Linked DNA regions of Gossypium hirsutum: all the other regions are linked to region 1. The links are chromatin contacts, called in public Hi-C maps. All regions are on one chromosome and are shown on one strand. The core of a region is the stretch at or near the end of the contact, and the rest is flanking DNA. Distances in the headings are between cores, read along the strand shown.

Region 1 (3,671 bases), core at 815-3,314:
AACAATTTTCTCTCAACTACACTTCATCATCCACAATTTAAATAATATTCATCCAATTTCAAATTTTCAACAGATAAAAGAAAGGTAAAATGATAAAACCTAAAACCCAAAAATGAAAAACCCATAATTAATACTTAGAGAGGGAGACGAACCTTGTGTTTCCATAAGGAGTAATTGTTGAAACGGGGATGAGTTTTGAGGGAAGGTCGTTGGATTATTGGGCAAGTATCTTCCATCTTTGGTTCCATGTTTCAGGAGCTATCTCCAAACTCGAAAAAGCCCAGCTGAATTGGTGGAGCAGAGAGAGAAGACCGTGAATCGTTGCGAAGAAGCAAGTCGCAGGTTGGTTGTTGATGTAGAAGATGAAAGAATTCCATTTTATTCCACATAATAAATTGTGCAATTGGTGCCTTGGTGGGGGTGGCTTTGGGTCTACCCCTGAGTTGGCCCAAAATTAATCCTACAGCCTAAAAGGCCTAAAGGTCCCCATATCCACCCATGATTTTGTTAATATGCTGAATGAAATATCTATTCATTTTTAAAAAACACTTCCTGTACTTGTTTTTGTTTAAATCAAAATTAAAATCAAAATTTATACACTTGTGAGTTTTTGTTTGTCTTTTTTTAGAAAGCATCTCAACATGGGTGCAATCAATTATAGTTTTTCAAAGTTTTTTCCGTTTGACACTTCATGCACATATCCACTGCAATCATTCTTATGGCAGAAAAGTTTAGCTAAGCTTAAGATGCTTGTTTATATTTATTATTCTCTTCAAAATATTATTTTTCTGAGAAATTATTTCAAAGCATTCATTTGTTTTAGTTTTTGATTTAAAATTTATTTCGAGGCATAAAATTAAAATAGTAGTTCAAATGAGTAATATCCAAAAGTCCCTAAATACTAAAGAGAGAATGATAAGAGTTTACAAACATCGCTGATTGGTGGAGTAAATTGTAGCTGTTAATACAAAAAAAAATCAATTTTTTAGATTTTTGAAAATTTATGTAGTTTTTTTATATTTTAGAATTTTACTTTTTTGAAATTTTATATAAATATATTTTTTTTAAAATAATATTTTTATAGTTTTAAAAAATAAATTGTGAATGTTTAGATTTTTAAGAATTTTTTATATTCTTATATATTTTTTGGGATTTGTTTTGATTTTATTTCTTAAAAGAATCTTAAAATATTAAATTGATATTTTAGTTATAATTTAAGTAATTTAGATATTAAATTCGTAAGTATCATTAATAATTGGGTAACTAATGATATATTTGGGGAATAATGACTACTTTATTTATTAGCAAGTCATCAGAGGTGACTTAAATGATGAATTTTAAATAGTTATAATCTTTCCATAATAAAATGATTAAAATATAAATTTATTAATAGTTAAATGATCATAGATGGAATTTATCTCAAAATTTGATAGAAACAAAATCTCACCTCCGTTAAAATTCAACCCAGCGGATCTAGCCGAATTAAGATGGGAGCGGTGAAAATATATATATATTTGGTTTAAATGTTGTTCTTAGTCCCTATACTTTGTAAAAATTATGAATTTAGTTTTTATATTTTAATTTGATCAATTGTAGTCCTCTATCTTTTCAAGTTGATCAATTTTAATCCCGTACTTTTTGGCTTTTGAAATTTTAGTCCTAGCAGTTAAATCCGTTTGAGTAAGTTAAATTACTAGTCTTCTACTATGCGTATAATCATAGGTACAGCCCATATTCTCCAACTGGATCATTCTAAATCCCTATAGTTTTCAACTCTTGAAGTTTCAATTTTTACACAAATAACAGTTGATAATCCATTGACTGAATATTTGATGAGTAATATGTAAAAAAAACAAACTGATATGACATTACACACATGATAATAAATTTGTCACATTAGATTTTATAAACAATAGAATTTAACTTTATGAATCTATTAGCTATAGTTTGGTGATAATTGAATTTTTAAAATTCAAAAAATACAGGACTAAATCTATAACTTTTTGTAAAATACAGAGACTAAAAACAGAATTTAACCTATTAAGTTTTGGAGGCCGCCCCACACAAGAGTTCTGTCAATTCTTATTTCATAATTTATAAATTCAAGATTTATTAAAACTTCCCATGTTGGTAGATTTGTGACCCATATTTTATTATAATTTTATAAATTACCCATTCTCCTCCGTTTTGCTCTCTTCAATATATTCGCTTCATTCCTACTAGCTTTAAAGTTAAACCACTGAAACAAAGTGGAAAAAAATATATATCAAAGAGAAGCAGAAGCTTCGTTCTTACGCGTTTTCTGTTCCCAAAGAGCCGAATCACTTTCAACTGGAACCCTAGACCTGTCTCAGGTTCTTTATCCTATTCTTGTCTCTCTGCCTTTTACTTAAATGGGTTTTTGGTTCTAGATCTAATCTTATAATCCTTCTTTTGTTCAGTACTTTGATCTGTTTTGTGATTTTTTTTATTGATATGAACGTTTAATACTTTTCGTTGTTTAAGGAAAAAAATGATGCTTTTTGCATTTTGGTATATGGATCTACTGCTTTCAAAGCTAATGCAATGAAATTGTTTTTTTTTTTTAAATTTTTTGGTACTTAGGAATCTCAGTATCGTTTTAATGCTTTTGTTGCGCTAGTTAATGTTGAGTTAAATTTGCGTGGAAACTGATTGTTGAAAACCTGTTTGTCTGTAGATTTTTCCTCCTTATACTGAATGCTCAGTCTATAGTAGCTTAGATTCGAACCGTATATTGCAAGATCTGCTATTATCATGGCTTTCTCGGAAAGGAAGATGCCCGGAATCTGCTCGGTTTTTCTGTTAGTGGTTCTATTTGCCCATTCTTGTCATGGGTTTTATCTGCCTGGAAGTTACATGCACACGTATTCAACTTCGGATACGATAGTTGCCAAAGTTAATTCATTGACTTCCATTGAAACCGAGCTTCCCTTTAGTTATTACAGTCTCCCTTATTGCGAACCTCTCGGTGGAATAAAGAAAAGTGCCGAGAATCTAGGTGAGCTTCTCATGGGAGATCAGATTGATAACTCCCCTTATCGGTTTAAAATGAATGTGAACGAGTCCCTCTATGTTTGTACTACCAGCCCCTTGAATGAGCATGAAGTTAAGCTTTTGAAACAGAGGACTCGTGATTTATATCAAGTGAATATGATTCTAGACAATTTGCCGGTTATGAGGATTGCAAAACAAAATGGGGTTAGTATTCAGTGGACTGGATTCCCAGTTGGGTTTACTCCACCAAATAGTAATGATGATTACATTATCAATCATCTCAAGTTCAAGGTCTTGGTTCATGAGTATGAGGGAAGTGGTGTGCAGATAATTGGAACTGGGGAAGAAGGGATGGGTGTCATCTCCGAAGCTGATAAGAAGAAGGCATCTGGTTATGAGATTGTTGGTTTTGAAGTGACTCCATGCAGTGTTAAGTACGATCCAGAAGTCATGACTAAGCTTCACATGTATGATAGTATCTCTCCTGTGAACTGCCCCTTGGAGCTAGACAAGTCACAGATAATAAGGGAACGAGAGAGGATCTCTTTTACTTATGAGGTTGAATTTGTTAAAAGTGATATTAGATGGCCGTCTCGGTGGGATACTTACTTGAAGATGGAAGGAGCACGTGTGCACTGGTTTTCAATTCTAAATTC
Region 2 (3,671 bases), core at 532-3,031, 480 kb after region 1:
AATATTCATGTGGGTTATCAGATATAACATCAGGTGTGTGAAACTAACCCGATTTACCAACTAAAACTTAAGAAAATACAAAACAGGGGATATTTTTTGAATCTACCTAGTGCTACACAGTCGTGTGTCAAGCCGTGTGGTGGACTATGTATGCCACATGGTCGTGTGGTAGGTGGTGTGAAGCACACAATCATGTGTGTTTTTCAGCCCGTCTGGCTTGACCGAGTGGAGCTCATGTGAAACTTTATAGACCATGTGGGTAGGCTGTGTGAGTAGGCAGTGTGGGTCTTTTTGACAAATTTTTGGGCCCTATTTAGGACCATTTGAAGGACTCAAAATTTGGGTCTGTAGGCATTGCATGGGGCCAAAAAAGCATAAGTTTTAGTATGTAATAATTTATGGATAATCATAGGAGGTTTGTTAAATAAGATATGTTATCATTAAATCATATGCTAAGTTATTATCTATATGAAAGCATGTGTATGTGTATGCATGCCATATGTTATGTGATATATGCATGTATGATATATGACTATGATATCTATGTGTTCTGGAGGGTGGGATATGATATGATGGAGGAAGTGTTCTATGGCAGTTTATACTGCAATTATGGTTGCTAGACCGCAAATTTGTGTATAGCAGCTCAATTGCAATTATATGAGTGACACACCACCACATATTGATGTGATTGGATGTAAAAACTCTTGTAGTCCTATATGGTGTGTTTGGTTGGTCGGTGTTGGTGTGTAATGGATGGGGTAAGATCTGTATTTGCATTTGTTCTAGTCTGACATGACATTCTGATATGATATATGTGTTTTTGAAATATGACATAATAAAAATTTCGTTCTGATATATGTTTTTGAAATTTTGCAATATGATAAGCTTTGATACGTTTTATGAAATTTTGCGATATGATAAGCTTCGATTCGATTTGATTAATGTTTTTGCAAAACACATAAGGAAATTTTGTTGTGGGCTGGGCCACACATTGGGCTTCCAACTCATTTGTTTATTTAATAAATTTTAGGTGAACTTCCGATTTAGGATCGTATGGCATGCAGGAGTTCGAATTGTTTTCTCCACTAATTGAATATGGTAATTCACACTAGTAATTTTTCTGGACTTTTGGGACTATAATATGTTTTTGGGCTGTGTTTTGGTTTTTATTTTGATCATCAATTTTTGATATTTTTGAATGTAAACTAAATCACGCAAATTAACAAATTGGATTCTGGTTTCCAAAATTAAAATTCTAAAAAATTTTCTACTGCGGTCTTTTTGTAAATAAATAAGTAAATAGTTTTTAACGAATGTCTGACTTTAAGCTAGAGGATTTGCCAAAAATTAATATTTTCAAAATACCCAATTTTGAATTCGAAATCTGGGTTTGATAGGTGTTTTTGTACTAATGTTTCTTTTCCTAGATGTATGTGAAAGTTTTTGTCAAAATTTTACCCTTTCAAAACGCACTTTAAGTTTGACTTTATCAAAAGTTCTTTATCAAGCTAATGTAATCTTGTCAAACTCGGCCATTACATCTAGGCTGAATTTAGGGTGTTATTCTTAAGAAAAAAAAGTTTCATTTTAATAAAAATAAAATATTTAGACTAACTAACGATATTATAAAACTTGAGTTATCAAATTATGTAAAAAATTAAATTCATAGAGATTAAATCTCAAATTTAAGTATAATATAAGGATCAAAATTTTAATCCATTGTTATATATTTAAAAAATAAAAAAATGTATTGGACAAGTGTCAAATAAAGATACCTCATGACATTCCAATTAAAAATAAAATACTTCATGCAACTCTAAATACACTTGATATGCTCTCAACTTTGCAAAATTTCGATAACGGTGAGGAGGGAGTCGCTCACCCCGACGATGATCGAAATACCAAAAAAGTAAGGTTTAAAGGGAACGGTGGTGATGAAGACACTTCTATGGCTGTGGATCACGAATCACAAACAAGTATGACATGGAAAGAAAAATTGCTGGGGGGCTACGATGTTGCTTCCAAATCTATTCGTGATGGGTCTTCCGCAGATAATGAGAATGAATTTGAACTATTTGAAGGGGACGTCAATATGTCCATCATTGACGGGATTCCTGCTATCAATTTTTCAGATCGTGTAAAGGAAATCCTATTCAAAGAAATGGAATTGACTATCATTGTTAAACTTCTAGGACGAAATATCGGTTACAACGCACTTCATAATCACATCCTTTTCCTTTGGAATCTTGTAAATTCTATTAAGATTGTGGATATTGCTAATGGATATTTTTTGGTGAAATTTCAGGATCCTAACGATTATAATAGAGTTTTATCTCAGGGTCCATGAACAGTTTATGGCCAGTATCTGACCGTACAACCATGGACTAAACATTTCAGCCTCTTGCAACCTTACCCGAGTGTTGTGCTAGCGTGGATACGATTGCCTAATCTCCCGGGATATCTTTATAAATGGAAGATCATCGAAGCCATCGGGGGCCTCATTGGAAAGGTGGTAAAATTGGATGTGCAGACTGACAACCAAACCAGGGGTTGATTTGCTAGGTTAGCCGTGTACCTTAGTCTTGATAGACCGTTGATTTCGTAGGTCCTTGTTGACGAAATTGCTCAACATGTTGAATATGAAGCCCTCCCGACTGTGTGCTTTACTTGTGGCAAGTATGGTCACGTAAAAGAGATGTGTAATTCGGTTGTGTCAAGCCAAAACCTCACGAGACTAGCGAATAAGACAGACAAACCTCAAGCCGAACTAATGACCGTGGCGGTCTCTACTCCGGTGGACAGCACAGGTAGGGAAAAATAAAATTCTGATAACAGAGAGAAGGGCCCAGAATTTGGGCCATGGATGTTCGTAGAGAAGAAGGCTTCACAGTGAGGAAAGAAAGATTCCACGGCGGGGATTTTGGCAAGGCAATCTAAACATCCATCTGGATCCAGATTCGCAGTGCTATCAGAGGGAAAAGATTCAATCACGAAATTTGGGCAGGATTTGTTCATGGAATCGGGACAGAATTCAAACATTAAAGCTGGACAATCGGCTGAAGGATTTTTAGGGGTTTCTTTAAATGGTGTTTCGGCCGCAAAGTTAAAGAGATTAGATTCTAAGGACATTAAAGGAGTCAACAATTCTTTTATGGTTACAGGCTAAAGGAAAATCAAGAATTTGGGCCTTTCTAACGAACCCGATTTGAAGGAATTATTGGGAAATAATGTGAATAACTTTATGGGCCAAAAATCCAAAGTTTCTTTAGACAAAAAAATTAGAAAAAAGGCTTATGGGGTTAGAGGATGACGTAGGTAAAAATAGGGAAACTTTTGATAATTTCTCTAATCCTAACTTATACACTCCTGGCAGGTTCAAAACAGATGCATTTATTTAAAAATGTTTCTGTGGGAGACGCTATTAACCAAAACAAGTTGGACGCTAAAATGCAGGAGAACAATGAAGCTAGAGTTTTGGAAACAATTAAATCACATTACAACCTTGTTTTTTATGAATCCGAGGGTTTCATAGTACCTATATCAGAAAACACTCTCGATCCAGGTAAGCACTCTACTGTTAGTTTTGATAAAAATATTAATTTTATGCAGCAGGATAATTCGAAAACAAAGTTTGTGGAATTTCTGGAATTGGGTCCAAATTCAAAGTCTAA
Region 3 (3,671 bases), core at 732-3,231, 310 kb before region 1:
TGTATATATCCTTGTAGCATAATCATGATTTTGACTTGACTTTCTATTTTAATACATTTTAGTTTTTCTTAAACAATTTTTTAAAATTTTTATATTTTCATTTGTGTTTTTTCTTAATATAGTTATGTCAGGTTTTTCCCAATCAAGTGTTTCTTCCCAGAGTTCTTGAGGAACCAAAAGGCAATGGGTTTCAGAACAAGATGCTGCGTTGGTTGCTTGTATGGTCGACTTGCACAATGCTGGAACCTTTAATGCGGATACGGGATTCAAAGCTGGCTATTTAAATGAGTTAGAAAAAATGTTAGAAAAAGTTTTACCCAATGCCATGTTGAAGGCTAAACCTAATCTTGAATCGAGGATTAGGACATTGAAAATGGATTGGTCAATCATTTATGACATGCTTACTGGAAAAAACAATAGCGGCTTTGGTTGGGATGAGCATAGGCAGCTTGTTGTTGCTGAAGATGCGGTGTGGAACTCATATATAAATGTAAGAATTATTTCAAGTCTTTATTATCTCATTTTGACAAAATTTATATCTAATATGAATTTCTCATTTTTATAGAGTCATAAAGAAGCAGCTCAATTCAGACATCAGAGTTTCCCTTATTATGAACAACTTACTACCATCTACGCAAAAGATTGAGCCACTAGAAAAGATGCTCAAACAGCTGCTGATATTATTGGAAAAATAAATGCTGAGGATGTAGATGCTACAAATACTCATGAAGAAAGAAACGATTTTCATGGATCCGAAGCTAATGTTTCTTTGGATGACATGGATCTCTCAGCTACACAACCGCAACCAAAACCGCAACCAGCTAGAAATCAAGGTGATTCTGCATTTTCAAAGAAGAAAAAAAAGATTTCTGATGCAAGTGATTTTTCTACTTCTTTTAATGATGCTGCCGCTTTATTAGCGAAAAATATACGGATCGTTGGCCTTGAAATCAGTAAGAGTATTGCATCCGAAGTGGTAATTTAACAAAAGTCAGAAATGACCATTCAAGAAAGTGCTCTGAAATTATATCCAACATTATGTGAAGTGGAAGGTTTAACTGAGGATGAACGCTATCGAGCATTGAGCAAAATTCCAGATCATCCAATGCAAATGCTCATTTTCTTTAGTTTACCTTGTATTGTGCGATTGGAATGGGTCAGAAGATTTCTTGCTGACCATTAAAAATCATGGTTCTGTTGATATTTTGGTAATTTTTTGTGTTTGTAATATTTGGATGTTATAATGACATGATAGAATGTCATTACAATGATGTAACTTTTTGATGTTGTAAAATTTTAAAACATATGAATTATGACATATAAACTAATGAAATCATGTAACTTTTTGTTAATATATGAATATTATGCTTGAATGTGAAATATAATTATCAAGTTATTTATTATTTTTTAGCAATGAGTTATTTATTACTTTTAATATTTAATTATTTTTTATTGTAGAATGATTAAATTATTTGTTTCAGTAATGATATTTTAACACATTAAATATGTATTGCAGTTTAAAAATAATAAAGTAGATTATATATATTTTTATAGTATTATATATTTTGATTTTTTAATTCATATAATAATAATTATATTAAGAATGTTATTAAATTATATTTTTTATTAAATTATATTTAATAATAATTATGTTAAAATATGGTTAAACTATTTATTATTTTTATTAAATTATTTTTAATAATAATTTTATTAAAATTTAATAACAATAACAATAATCATCTACCCTAAAAATTTTTTGCTAAAGGTATTCTAGTCATTTTAGTTTTTTTTCTTATGCTATTACAACATCATTTCATTCAACCAAACACAATAATACTATTACAGTTCTATTCCATTCCCTTCAACCAAACAGTTGAATTACTTATTACAACTCTATTCTATTACAGCTCTATTCTATTACAGCTTTATTCAATTATAGCCTTATTCCATTACAGCCAACTAAACGTAGTCTAAGGGTATGTTCACTTGACTGTAATGACAATACATTACAGCCCAATTAGGTGGGCCTATCACCAAACGATTTTTTGGTTGGCTATAATAGTTATTACAGCCATATTCATTACGGGATTATTCAGCGTGAAAATGCATCAAACCATTCCATGCTCCCCCACTAAATGGTGATTCAGGGAATGGGTGGAATAGCAAATTAGAGAAAGGTTTGAATTTTACCCTCACCATTCTCCTCTCTTTCTCACAATCTGAAATCCCTAATCGCCAACTGATTTTTTTTTTCATTCTTCTTCCCTCCATTACTGTAAACTTCATTTCTTCTTCACTTAATTTAAAATTTTCTTTTTAATCTCATTTCCTCCTAACCCTAATAGTTCATTCATTGAAAAAAAAAGATTTGAAGTGTTTTTCAAGTCGTCTTGCAAGATCCAAGATTTGGTAAATTTTAATTCGAACTATCTATTTTTCAATGTTTCTTTTTCGATTGTAAAAGCAAATGTAGAATGCTGAGATTCCATTCTATTTGTATTAGATTGAAAAAAACTTACCCTTCTTTGATATTTGGGCTCTTCGTCTCTGTTTCCGGTAAAATTTTCTTTCTCTATTTTCTTCATTTTCTTAAATATTTCCTTTTTGATGTTTGGTTTTCTGTGAATTTGATGATACATTCTAGAAAAAGATCACTAACTCCGACAATAACAAATCATTTTATTTTTTAAACAAAAGGAAGAAACTTTATTTTTATAAGGCATGGAGTGACAATGTGATGTTGTTCTTGTGTGCGTGCTAGTTTTTGTTTGTTTGTTTAAGGTAGATAAAGGGAGCTTCAAATACCCAGATTAAAAATTACCAAAAAAATTATTAAAAAAATTATGGGAAAAAAGTGTAATTTGGGGATCCCAATGTTTAGAGATTTTGATGATTCTTATACGGAAAAATGGGAAAAAAATTTAGTTAATGTGCCAATTTGGTATTTAGCTTAAATTAATAAAATATGTTTGCTTCTTTGAATCTATTATCTAAGATTTTCTAGTTCTTTCTTCTAGAGGTGTATTGGATTTGTTGGTTTTTTATTCGATTTATCATTTTATTTGCATTGAATTTAAGATTCTTGCTTGAAAGTCCAATGCTGATTATGGATCTTACTTGTATTGAATTCGATTTAATTGCATATCATTGTAGGCCATGTTTCGTTTTTACTAGTGTTAAGGGAGTTCTTGGGGCTACCATTCACGGGTATCACGGGATTGGAGATTAAAGGTGGTGTTGCTGAAATCCAGAAGGACAGAAACACTCCTCTTGGGCCAAATGTTTTTCTTTTTCCCTTCCATCTGTAAATGCATACTATCTAACCTGCAACCTTTTTGTGCTGTTGTTTTTTTTCTCTGTTTATTATTATTTTTGGTTCAATGTTGTGTTCTTTACTTAAATTAAAACATCCAATGCTTCTCTCATTGATAACTTAGATCCTGGCTTAAAGGGCGTGATTAGAAACAAAAATACATGCACTCTCAAATATGATTTTGGTTGAAATTTTTACCATCTTAATCACAAACGTTTGCAATTTGCTAAAAATCAAGCCAACACGCAATACGTCTATTATGTTCTCCAAACTTGGAATAAACTCTTGTTGTGATTATGATACAATTAACCTTCCAGAAACCTTTATGATTGCTCATATTAGTGACAATAAAGAACTG

Evidence for each region. Hi-C and Micro-C count contacts between places; a contact is called where the count stands out from the background.
Region 2: a contact with region 1 is called in a Hi-C map of leaf, with 3 times the contacts expected there. The contact joins the promoter of LOC107955337 here to the promoter of LOC107955366 in region 1. A contact is called at or near these places in 2 of 34 Hi-C or Micro-C datasets (both in leaf).
Region 3: a Hi-C map of leaf shows a contact between it and region 1, with 2.4 times the contacts expected there. The contact joins the promoter of LOC107956866 here to the promoter of LOC107955366 in region 1. A contact is called at or near these places in 2 of 34 Hi-C or Micro-C datasets (both in leaf).

The regions. Positions count from the first base shown.
Region 1 is chrA07:92,570,156-92,573,826 of Gossypium_hirsutum_v2.1, reverse strand. It overlaps LOC107955366 (transmembrane 9 superfamily member 12), which reads left to right and starts at 2,064. Exons shown (of 2, transcript XM_016891135.2): 1 at 2,064-2,354; 2 at 2,699-3,671. The coding sequence starts at 2,776. It overlaps LOC107955368, which reads right to left and starts at 437. Exons shown (of 6, transcript XM_016891140.2): 1 at 153-437; 2 at 1-16. The coding sequence starts at 248.
Region 2 is chrA07:92,086,997-92,090,667 of Gossypium_hirsutum_v2.1, reverse strand. LOC107955337 reads left to right here and starts at 1,781. Exons shown (of 2, transcript XM_041116614.1): 1 at 1,781-3,671. The coding sequence starts at 3,385.
Region 3 is chrA07:92,883,313-92,886,983 of Gossypium_hirsutum_v2.1, reverse strand. It overlaps LOC107956866, which reads left to right and starts at 1,981. Exons shown (of 4, transcript XR_005929914.1): 1 at 1,981-2,177; 2 at 3,154-3,304. It overlaps LOC107955381 (a long non-coding RNA gene), which reads left to right. Exons shown (of 7, transcript XR_001699945.2): 6 at 123-490; 7 at 566-1,402.